4 separate regions of the Zea mays genome follow, and regions 1, 3 and 4 are each linked to region 2. The links are chromatin contacts, called in public Hi-C maps. All regions are on one chromosome and are shown on one strand. The core of a region is the stretch at or near the end of the contact, and the rest is flanking DNA. Distances in the headings are between cores, read along the strand shown.

Region 1 (2,700 bases), core at 121-2,620, 590 kb after region 2:
CTACGCATCGTCGATGATCTCCATGCCGCAGATGTCACACCCTCTCCCGTCCTGCACAAACAAATGGAGGGCAGGGGACTAGGGTTTAGGGGTCTGGTGAGCAATGGCGGGATAGCTTGCCTTGAGGTAGGCGCGGGCTAGGGGTAGGGAGGCGAAGTGGCGGAGGCGCGAGGTGGTGCCGTGGCTGCCGGAGGCGCTGACGTCGCGGCGGCCGACGTCGACGACAACCACCTCCACGACGCCGAACGCCGCCTCAGCGTCCCCACGTTGCGGACCACCGCGACGCTCTCGGCTCTACACCGCCGCCGCCGCCGCGTCTGTGTCAGTGACCAGATGTGTCACGTCAGGACACTGACAAAGAAGACTGGTTGAGCACAGCAATGCGGTTCGCGAGGTATCGCTCTGAATCCCTGGTGGCGAGGTCGTTGGGAGGCGCCGAGGCGGGGTTCTCTCTGATCTGCGGGAATCACTCTCACTAGCGAAAATCCGTCACTGACAAAGTAGCTGGCATTGCATTTTGTATGCCATTTCACCTCCTATTGACAAATAGTTAATTTTGCCGACTGAGAAATAGCTTTGGCTGTTGTGGAATTCGACGATGATCAATCTAAAAAGCTGCCTCCTAATGCAATTGAGAACTTGCAAAGCGAGAACGAATGTGTTCAGTCATCCAGTACACCTTCCACGGTTCTACCGGTCAGGATTTATGACCATGCTATACCTCTCTCTCTCTGTATATAACTTATTCGTTGTGGCTTGATGTGGTTTTAATACAACTACGACTATGGCTGAAAATAATACTTTGACTCGGGTAATTGTCAACCACTATGTAGACATGTATAAGATTAACTCTAACAAGTAACTCCAAAGGGTTCTGTACTCTTAATTTAAAGGATATGGTTGTTCTCTACGTACCCAACAACGTTCTCTAAACGGTCCTCTAAATTTAGAGAATACTGCTGTATCCTCTATATATAGAGTTTTTATCTCCTCTGCTCTATCCATTTTCATACTTTAAACAATAGATTTAGTCAAACTAAAATATGTACATTTGAGAGTGATAAATACGTATGCACAAAAATTAAAAGTAAAATATATCTATAATATCGTTATTTATGTATAAAGTGTGAGATATAGAGGATGTTACTGAAGATGAAGATATGGAGGAGAGAATCTTTAAGAAGAGACGGTAAATGAATGATATAGAGGATGAACACGAGTACCTTGAAAACAATCGTTTGTTGGGCGTGGACCTCTACGTGTGCATCTCACGTTTCTGGCGGGATCTTCTCCTCCTACGCCAGTACCAGTACACACGACCACCCCAAAATTAGATTCAAAATCTCTCTCTTCCTGCCATTCTGGGTCCTCAGAAACGGGCGCGTCTCCTCCCCTCTCGCACCTGCTCCTCCCGTGACAGCGACGGCGACGAGGTACGTGTGGATTCCCCATCCCCAGGAGATGAACTTTCCCCTACCCTTACTTGCTTTGCAAGCTTCGACTGCTCCTCTTAATCGCGCCGATCCGCGCTGCATTCGCGGCGCTCGGTTGGTTAGTTTCGCTGGACATCAAATCGCTGGCGGGAATTGGGGTCAGGGGGAGCGAATTCAGATGGGACGCGTTATTTATTTGGCTTGCTGTGTCCCTCGACCGATTGAAGCGTATTATTGGGTTCGATTGTGAGTTTACCGCGCGAAATGGGGGCTTCGTTGGACGCAGGCATTCGGAAAATTGGCGTTCCTGGAGCAATCCGATTGCGAGCACTCTGGGAAGCATCGACGATCGGGAATTATTGAACTGCCACTACGTTGTGACATACATACAAGAGGGTTATGGAGTGTTACCTGACAGATATCTAGCTTTATGTCCCGGAGGTCTACCATGTACCCTTTTTTTAATAAGTTAAGTGATGAATTAGTATAGGGAGACACACGCTTTTCATCGATTTGAACAAGCCTTATGGCAAAATACCAAAAAAATGTTATATAGATTTTGGATTGGACTCATTAAAGACACATACAACAATGTTGTGACTAGTGTTCAAACAAGTGATAGAAACACAAATAACTTCTTAATTAGAATAGGGTTACGTCAAAGATCAGCTTTGAGTCCTTTTTTTTTGGTCTTGGTAATGGTCTAATGGATGAGGTCATTTCTTGGTATATGCTTTTTACATACGATATAGTGCTAGTTAATGAAAGCCGTGCAGAGTAAATATGAAACTAGAGTTATGGCGGGAGACTACAGTCCAAAGGTTTTAGACTCAATAAAACTAAAACCGAGTATATAAGATGTGATTTTAACACTACTATACATGAGGAACTAGATGTTAATTTGGAAGGTCAAAACCGACTCCAGTGTACAAATGATTTCCCCCCATATCCAATTTTATTTGAATTTTTATGATTAGAGCTGTTGCTTCTCCTATGATTCCTTGCTTGTTGGTGCCATCAAATATTACAGCATGTCATGACAAGCAAGTTAAATACATTAAAACAATTGTATTCTATCCATGACACGCCAAAAAACACCTTCTTGTTAGATTTATCATGCAGAAGCTAAATCTGAAACTCCTAAGTTAGACAACTATAAAAATACATTTATGTGTATCATAAATAGAAAATTTTCTTTCCCTTTTTATTTTATTTTACAGGTTGGGCATTTAGAAACTAAAAACTCTGAGTGCCAGTTTAGATTATC
Region 2 (2,700 bases), core at 201-2,700:
GTATCTTTTTCTTGTCCGATGTCTGTCCATTGGAAGACACTGTTCTCCAGAATTGAGCTCGTGCTCTGTGGTTCAAATCCCATACTGTTGCTTCCTCTGCTCCCAGTACTGCTACTGCTGCTAGGATTAGTACCATCCCAGTAGAATGAATCTACTGCAGTACTTCCAATGCCAGTTCCTCCATGTCGAGAATTATCAGGTGGAAGATTCAGCCCCATTGATGTAGAGAGGGCCGATGGTGAAGCTGGCGGCATCACTGTAGAAATTGTGCTGCAGTTGAAGTCACTCTGGTTGAACCAGAGTGAATTCATATTCGCCCCATCGCCACTGCCACTCTCACTGTTGTAGCCTAAAGGCTGTTGGAAAGGGAAATAGAGAGTTTGGCCTGATGAGCGGCAGGTTGATGGACTCTCGTGTCCAGCAGTAAGCTGCTCCAGGAACAACTCCTTTGGTGGCACCTTAGGGCGTGCCAAGTTTGGAGTTTCAGCGCGATTCTTGTCATACACGGGCATCAGCATTGATGATTGAGCCGTCTCGCTGAGGAGGTGGCTCAAGTTTCCCAGAGCACCAGCGCTTGATGGGTTGATTTCGCTGGACCCTGAGGTTCTCTCGGTGCTGATGGTGGGAGCTGCTCCGCTGCGATCAGCCTCAGTAAGGGGCTTGTGGGTGTTGGGATCAATGCCTTTCTGCCTGAGCTTCTTCTTGATGCACGAGTTCCATAGATTCTTGATCTCATTATCAGTCCTCCCTGGCAGCTGAGCTGCAATTTGAGACCACCTTCTCATGGAAAAGTGAAGTGCTAATATCAGCTAAAATTACCAACTGCTGCTTTGCATGTATGCAGTCTTGAATTCTGATACTATTTCTCAGGCTTAAATTTACCTGTTTCCAAGGACAGCGTGCAGCTCAATGATGAGGTCTTCTTCGTCTTGGGAGAATGCCCCTCTCTTGAGGTCTGGCCTCAGATAGTTTATCCACCTCAGCCTACAACTCTTTCCGCACCTTTGGAGCCCTGCAACAATTTGTCTTCTCGAATTTAGGTAATTGAACTGACCAAGAGGTATTTGAGAGACAGGAGAGAGAGAGAGATTTCAGTTGGCAACTGGAACGAGAAAAATGCAGAGGAAGAAGGGGAGAATTGAGAGTTGATAACTGAGGACCAAAGGGAAGAAAAAAAATTGTTGTACATACCAGCGAGTTTGGGAATAGAACTCCAGCAGCCATGGCCATGCTTTGTTATGTGGTTCATGAGTTTCTCATCCTCCTCGGGGGACCAGAGCCCCTTTCTCAACTTTTGCTTGTAGCAGCAAGAATGCCTCCCCATCTCAACGCCAATGCAGAACCTGTGGGAGCTCCAAATTCACAGAGCTTTACAGGTCTGTGGAATGTATATAGTCTGTGATTATGCACGGCGAACACCTTCTCTGGTGGCACGAAGCTCCTTCAATGACCGATGGTGGCTGAAGGAGTGGGAAATTGCAAAGGCTGCAGCGACTTATATAACAATGGATGGTTGGGCTTCAGCTGAGGCCAGAATTGAGCAACTGCATGGTTGCAGATAGGAAGATTTCAGTGGAATGCAAGGAAAGGTTTGTGGGGGGCACTCCTCTCTTTTTCTCTGCAGGACAGCCCTTTAGCACCTTCTTTTAAAGGTGGTGGTGGAGGTGGTTGAGGGCTTGTGCCAAGGGAGGTTTAGCCCTTCCCTTGGTTTTGCTTCCGGCTATGTGTGGGCGTCTGTCTCATCATCTCCTAAGAATCTATGTCTGGTGCCAAAACCGGTGGGGTAGCCCCGTAGCCTCCTCCACCGATATTTTAATTGTCGTGACCTTTGTGCAAGAAACTGTTACATTAGACCACCCAGGCCTGGTGTGTTTCTTCGGGCACAAGCCAGTGAAAGTGAAACGTGTCTATCGGAGTTCACATTATTAGGACATGGGCTGATGCTATTGCTGCCATGGTGAGTGACTGTGACCTTTAGCAAGGCAGTTTTTTTCTTTCTTTCTTTCTCTCTTTTCTGCAGCTACTTCTGTGTCACGGGTGCTCCATGCACGGCAGAGCACACAGCTGGGAAGAAGCGCTGTCCACCTTTCCTCTGTTGCTAAATTGCCTAATTAAGACTCGTTGTGTGCTAGCTGCTGCTCGTTTTCGTGCGTGCATGTGCACCTCATTTTCTTCTCACCTCTGCAAGATTTTATTCTGTCAGACCTAAGTGCTGTCCTTTTTCTTCTTCTTCTTCTTGCTTTTCAGGTAACTCACCTCTGCAAAATTTCTCTTGACTAATGTACTGGGAACGAGCTAGTCAATGGGCGTATTATTGGTGGGATCTTTTTTTGCTAGGAGTGTTTTTTATCCATGATTCCATGCATGATTAGGATTGTAATAGCATGGCACCCTTCTTGTGCCCCATGTGACGGCGGATACTCGTCGCCAGTTAAAGAAACGCGGCACGGACCAAAAAGGCCCTGATTGGTGAATTTTTCTAGTCTTGTTTCCAGCTGATCATTTTGTCCTTTGATTCCCCATGCAACGGATCCCATCCGTCCTGGAGCCTTGCGTTGTCTGCTGTTGCGTGTAGTGTGGCATATATAATATATTGTCATTTCTGAAGAAGATTGTATCTATATATATTATTTGTTCTGGAGATTTTATATGCTAGCTATCAAGTGTCGTTGTTTGAATTCAACGGATGAATAGATGCTC
Region 3 (2,700 bases), core at 10-2,509, 740 kb before region 2:
ACAGGGATCGAACACCAAGGCCTACAACAAGCATATTGGACCCCCGATTCTAGCAATGAAAGACAAGGCTCGTCTTCACCCCTACTTTCGTATGTCAATTATCCGGTTGGTGAGGTGACACAACAACCAATGAGGTGGGTGTATGAATGGGAGGACACTGAGTACTACCAATTGTTGGCGGAGCCGTGGAGTACGACTTCTGCGTGGACGAGTCAGACCTGGGTAGAGTACAAGGCACAATTGATGCGTGATCAAGGTATTATGTTTCTATCAACAGAGGAGTACAATATGGCACAAGCATAACATCAGTGGAATGCGCTCCCGTGGGAACGATCTTCGACGGAGGAGCAACTGTGAACTATAAAACATGTATCTGTATCTTCGATGTTGGTTGTGAACTATGAAACGATGGCATGTAAGGTATTTGAACTGCTAAATGTTGTTATTGGACTTGTTGATAATGTTTGGTGGTGATCTTTTGTTCAAATTAGGAGGCCTCAATGTGCTTTATTTGCAAAAAAATTACACATGGCTCGGTTTCCGTTTATATGCCACCGGTTTATCAGGGCAGAAGTCGATTAATCAGACTTATCGGACGATTTATCGGTTTCGAACTGTTTTGAATTAAAAAAACTAAACGATTTTGATTTCGGCCGATTTTTACCGGTTTGTCACGATAAACCGGCTATCGGTCCCGGTCGGTTTTCACCCATTAAGGCTTTTATTTGAGTTCTCTAGTATTGACCTTAATCCACGTGTGTTAAGATAGATTGTAGCGTAAATTAGTTTAAATTTCAACTCAACTCATCTCAATACATAAAGCCCAACCGGTTTGGTGAACCCTGGTAGGGACTAGGGAGTAGGGACATAAGAAATAATCTTGCCTCTAGTACGGCCTCGTGCATAGGAAGAAATAGATTTTTTGGGGGTCCCTCGTAATATAAAGATATCCTCCGGGGTGTGCAACACGCGCCCGCCCAATCACGAACCACCCACAAACCTACCTCCGCCGCTGTGGGGACTGACGCACGGGCCAGGCCCACGCTCGGGTGACACATTCGTACGTCGACGCATCAATGCGCCCGCCGGGTCGTCCGAGTGAGTAGCTTCAAGAAAGACAGGCACAGGACAGGGGGACTGGACGTAGTAGTACGTGGACGATGCCAATCCCAGTGTTTGTGTTTGTCGCCTAGACGCCTCAAGGCCCTCTTTCCCCCTCTCCGCCTTGACTCACTCACTTGGCCACTCTTCTTCCTCCTCATCAAACCGCTCTCCAGCACTTGTTCGGAAGAAAAAGAAGGTAGAACACGCTAACAAGACAACAAGGTGAGTAGTTTCTTGCTCCAACCGCCTTACCTGCCGTTGACTCGCTTGCTGCCTCGGCTCATGGGGCGCTACCTGTAGGATCATGGGGCGCGGGCGCGGCCACCTCCTGCTGCCGGCAGCAGCCGCCTGCCTGTGGGCGCTGTCGTGCGCGCTGCTGCTGCACGCGTCCCCTCACGGCGCTGGCGCCGGCGCCGGCGGCCTGCTGAGGGTCGGGCTCAGCAGGCGCGGCGGCGGGCTCGACCAGCGCGCGCTGGCGGCGGCCAAGGCCGCGAGGCAGCAGGAGGCAAGCCGTCTCGGGGCCTCCGGCGGCGGCGACGTCCCTCTCGTCGACTACCTCAACACCCAGTACTACGGGGTCGTCGGCATCGGCACGCCGCCGCAGAACTTCACCGTCATCTTCGACACCGGCAGCTCCAACCTCTGGGTCCCCTCCTCCAGATGCTACTTCTCGGTCCGGTTCCCTTCCTTCCTTGCTTGCTTTTCCTTCTCTCTCTCTGGCTCTCTGCCTGGCGCTTACTAGTCCTTCACTCCTTCCACTGAATTTATTTATTGTATATTTTGTTCGACTGCGCGCATGCAGATTGCCTGCTACCTGCACCACAGATACAAGTCGGCCAAGTCTAGCACGTACAAGGCGGACGGTACGGTATACATTTCTGGCCACGCCTCATCACCGTCTTCTCATCTTTCTCCTCTTCTTGGGTTTTCGGATAGTCCAAAGCGCATCTCTTTCTTGCTCAATTCGTCCAGGCGAGACCTGCAAGATCACCTACGGCTCCGGCTCGATCGCCGGGTTCTTCAGCGACGACGACGTGCTGGTCGGGGACCTGACCGTCAAAAACCAGGTCAAAATCTAACACCTCCTGCCTGCCTTCAGTGTCGTTGACACATATCTCTGCTCCGACGCTCTCAAATTAAACCAACCCACACATTGCAGAAGTTCATCGAGACAACGCGCGAAAGCAGCATAACGTTCATAATCGGCAAGTTCGACGGCATCCTCGGTCTCGGATACCCCGAGATCTCCGTCGGCAAGGCTCCTCCGATCTGGTAGGTATCTATCTCATTGCTCTTGCACCCGCCGGCGGGCGGCGGCCGGCCCATCACATGTAGGTTGCCAGGCAGAGCATGCAGGAGCAGGAGCTGCTGGCGGAGGACGTCTTCTCCTTCTGGCTGAACCGGAGCCCGGACGCGGCGGCGGCCGGCGGCGAGCTCGTCTTCGGCGGCGTCGACCCTGCGCACTTCAGCGGGAACCACACCTACGTCCCCGTCTCCCGCAAGGGATACTGGCAGTTCGACATGGGGGACCTTCTCATCGACGGCCACTCCACCGGTTTCTGCGCCAAGGGGTGCGCTGCCATCGTCGACTCCGGG
Region 4 (2,700 bases), core at 91-2,590, 660 kb before region 2:
TAAAACGAATACTCCGAATTCTTATCAATTTGTTTATCCATCGATTTATAGTTGATACAAAAATCATGTTATAAGTAAATTATAATCATAGCATATAGATACATTATGAGCGTACCCATTAATAGTATAGTATATTCTTTAACAATAAAAATATGTGCCATGCTTATAAATATATGTCAAGTTTTGACCAGATTCTATATATATATCATTTTACAATTTTAAAATATAGGTAATCTAGTAATTCATTTAATGGGCATAGAATAGTAAATATGCCAAGGGAAATTAGATTTGTCATTCCAAAACTGAATGAATAATACACCAAAATTTAAACTAAAAATAATGAAGAATTAATTTATTCTTCTGCCGGGCATTTGCATGTGGGCCTGCATATATGCGACCTCATCATTATTCTTCTGCCCTTTTAAAATTAATTTAATGTTCACAAGGCAACATCGTCGATCGGTCCACAAATGGAGCCGCCGGCCGCCGGTGCACCACCCAGCATGCACGTGCCGCCATGCGCGCCCTGTCCCCACCGTTGCATGATTATTCTGTTCGCACTTTGCCTTTTCCACACAGTAAATGGTCTCGTTGTCCTCCTGCCGTTTACCTTCTTCAATCCGAAAAAAAAAACGACAGTTCCTATTCCACCTCTATCTTACTTCTTAATTTAAAATACTATAGTTGTACAAAACAATATTTTAAAGAACTAAATACATATTCTACTAAACACGACCTAAGAGCCTAAGAGCAAGTATAATAATAAGATGTAATAAGACGCTGATACAGAGAAGAGAGCAAAAGAGAAGAAGAAACAAACTGTAAACTTATAACCAGCTTAGAAACATGAATCAAAGAAAACATATGAGAAAGAAAAAGTGGACCATATATTAATAATGAAAACATATAGATTAAGGGATAGACTATAAAAATCCTTTCAGCTAGTAGTCAGATATATTCTAATAAGGTTTGAGTCAAACGATGTGTTGAGTTCCACGTAAATATCATATATATCTTTGATTTTGTAGCAATAGATCTATACGTTTGTCAAATCGTCAACCTATGCATTCATCATATTTAACTATACGTACGTATCTCAAACCAATACTCTACGTCTATGGCGACGTACACGAATGGTTTACTTGACGGAATAGTAACAATTATAATTAATAAAGTAGCCATCCATCCAGAGGGAGACGACTCCACTCCCATGTCCCTTCTCATTATATCAAGGGAAGGAAGCATGCATGTGCGTCACGCTCCATATCTAGCCCCAGGCCCCAGCAACCCCATGGAGCGCCGACCGCCGGATCGCCGGAGCTCCACGATCCGGCGGCCCCCGCATGCATGGCCGAGAGGGGCGCCACTTACGACGCGCCAAGAGCTTGTCAATAAACATGTATTTCTCGGCTCGACATCAACGTGCACCCCCACCACCACTCTTGTCTCCCGGATCTTGCCTCCCGCCTTCGTCCTCCGTCTAACGTAACGTACTCTTTCTTCTCCTCTCCGTGCTTTCTCTCTCCTCTAGCCATGGGGGCATATTATATATGTGGGCTCAGAGTACCCTGTTCTTTACCACAGCACAGTGTACTTCTCTATTTCATCCCAAATACGCACAGCGCGACTCCAAGAAGAAGAAGAAGAACATCTTATTAGCATCTATCCGTCGCGTCGCTGCAAGCAGAGCTAGCGGATTGCATCGTCATGGGTTCTTGGGTGCGCACCATCACGTCGCCCTTCAGGAAGATGCTCAACCCACAGCGCGACGGCAAGACGAAGACGCCGCGCCACCACCACCACCACCAATCTCCTTCTCCTTCTTCGTCAGGTAACAACTAGCTAGCTACTTAAATATATGGTCGTTGCTGTTGGGTTTCATATATGGCAGTGCACCTCCGTCGACAATAATCAGTAATCTCCTCCCCTTACGATCGATGAACTTTGCTGCTACTACAGCCATGGAGCAGAGCGGCGAGATGGACAGGTCGCAGCTCTACGGCGAGGTGATGGCGTGCACGTACGAGGACGTGCAGGTCATGTGGACCATGCTCGACAAGGCCAGGACCTGCGCCGCCGCCGCCGCCTCGTGACCGCGCGCCATAGATGACCTTCACATGAAACCTTTATTTTTTTTTACAGTAGTTGGTTTTGTATAGCATGTTTCCAGCCGTCTGATGAATCCCCGCTGCTGCCACAGACGCGCGCGCGACACACGGAGTGCGTGTGTGAGCTATCTTGGAGAGATTTAGTGACTGTGCCAACATTAATTTAGCATGTGTTTACTTAATCTTGAGGCCATCATCTTCTGTTTCCTCTTTGGTGTCAGAGATGCATGCATGTGTACTCATCATCCGATACATGCCAGGGTTTATATATGTTATTTCTGGAGATCTGAACTGCCTCTGCATATATATATAGTTCTGCACTAGCTTTTATTGGTTTATGTATCTGAGTCATTTGGGTTGAATAGCCTCTGCTAGCTCACAAGTCAATGCTTGTCAATCCATCGATGGCTACCATAGGAGAGTTCTCTATTTTTTTTCACATAATTGCTATGAAATACTTAAAACTATACTATGAATAGACTTTATTTTAATAAAAACATAAAAATGCATGTGTTCAATTGGTTATGTGGATGTAAATATGGAGCCAACAACCAAGCTAGGTTCAAACCCCCACTTTTACCTTTTTTTTACA

Evidence for each region. A called contact is a pair of places that touch in the nucleus more often than the background predicts.
Region 1: a Hi-C map of ear shows a contact between it and region 2, with 2.3 times the contacts expected there. The contact joins the promoter of LOC100280403 here to the promoter of LOC100193483 in region 2. A contact is called at or near these places in 2 of 25 Hi-C or Micro-C datasets (bundle sheath and ear).
Region 3: a contact with region 2 is called in a Hi-C map of tassel, with 2.4 times the contacts expected there. The contact joins the promoter of LOC100280169 here to the promoter of LOC100193483 in region 2. A contact is called at or near these places in 2 of 25 Hi-C or Micro-C datasets (ear and tassel).
Region 4: a Hi-C map of bundle sheath shows a contact between it and region 2, with 2.9 times the contacts expected there. The contact joins the promoter of LOC103641356 here to the promoter of LOC100193483 in region 2. A contact is called at or near these places in 3 of 25 Hi-C or Micro-C datasets (bundle sheath, ear and tassel).

Annotation. Positions count from the first base shown.
Region 1 is chr10:90,214,284-90,216,983 of Zm-B73-REFERENCE-NAM-5.0, forward strand. LOC100280403 (Phosphoglycerate mutase-like protein AT74H) reads left to right here and starts at 1,371. Exons shown (of 5, transcript NM_001153326.1): 1 at 1,371-1,433; 2 at 1,720-1,874. LOC103641370 (a long non-coding RNA gene) reads right to left here and starts at 702. Exons shown (of 3, transcript XR_560276.3): 1 at 1-702.
Region 2 is chr10:89,625,255-89,627,954 of Zm-B73-REFERENCE-NAM-5.0, forward strand. It overlaps LOC100193483 (MYB transcription factor), which reads right to left and starts at 1,451. Exons shown (of 3, transcript NM_001138598.1): 1 at 1,192-1,451; 2 at 883-1,012; 3 at 1-777. The coding sequence starts at 1,324.
Region 3 is chr10:88,880,918-88,883,617 of Zm-B73-REFERENCE-NAM-5.0, forward strand. LOC100280169 (Aspartic proteinase A1) reads left to right here and starts at 1,260. Exons shown (of 12, transcript NM_001360696.1): 1 at 1,260-1,326; 2 at 1,405-1,777; 3 at 1,907-1,967; 4 at 2,077-2,171; 5 at 2,264-2,376; 6 at 2,448-2,700. The coding sequence starts at 1,409.
Region 4 is chr10:88,964,036-88,966,735 of Zm-B73-REFERENCE-NAM-5.0, forward strand. LOC103641356 reads left to right here and starts at 1,341. Exons shown (of 3, transcript NM_001351686.1): 1 at 1,341-1,485; 2 at 1,585-1,831; 3 at 1,960-2,444. The coding sequence starts at 1,708. The coding sequence ends at 2,093.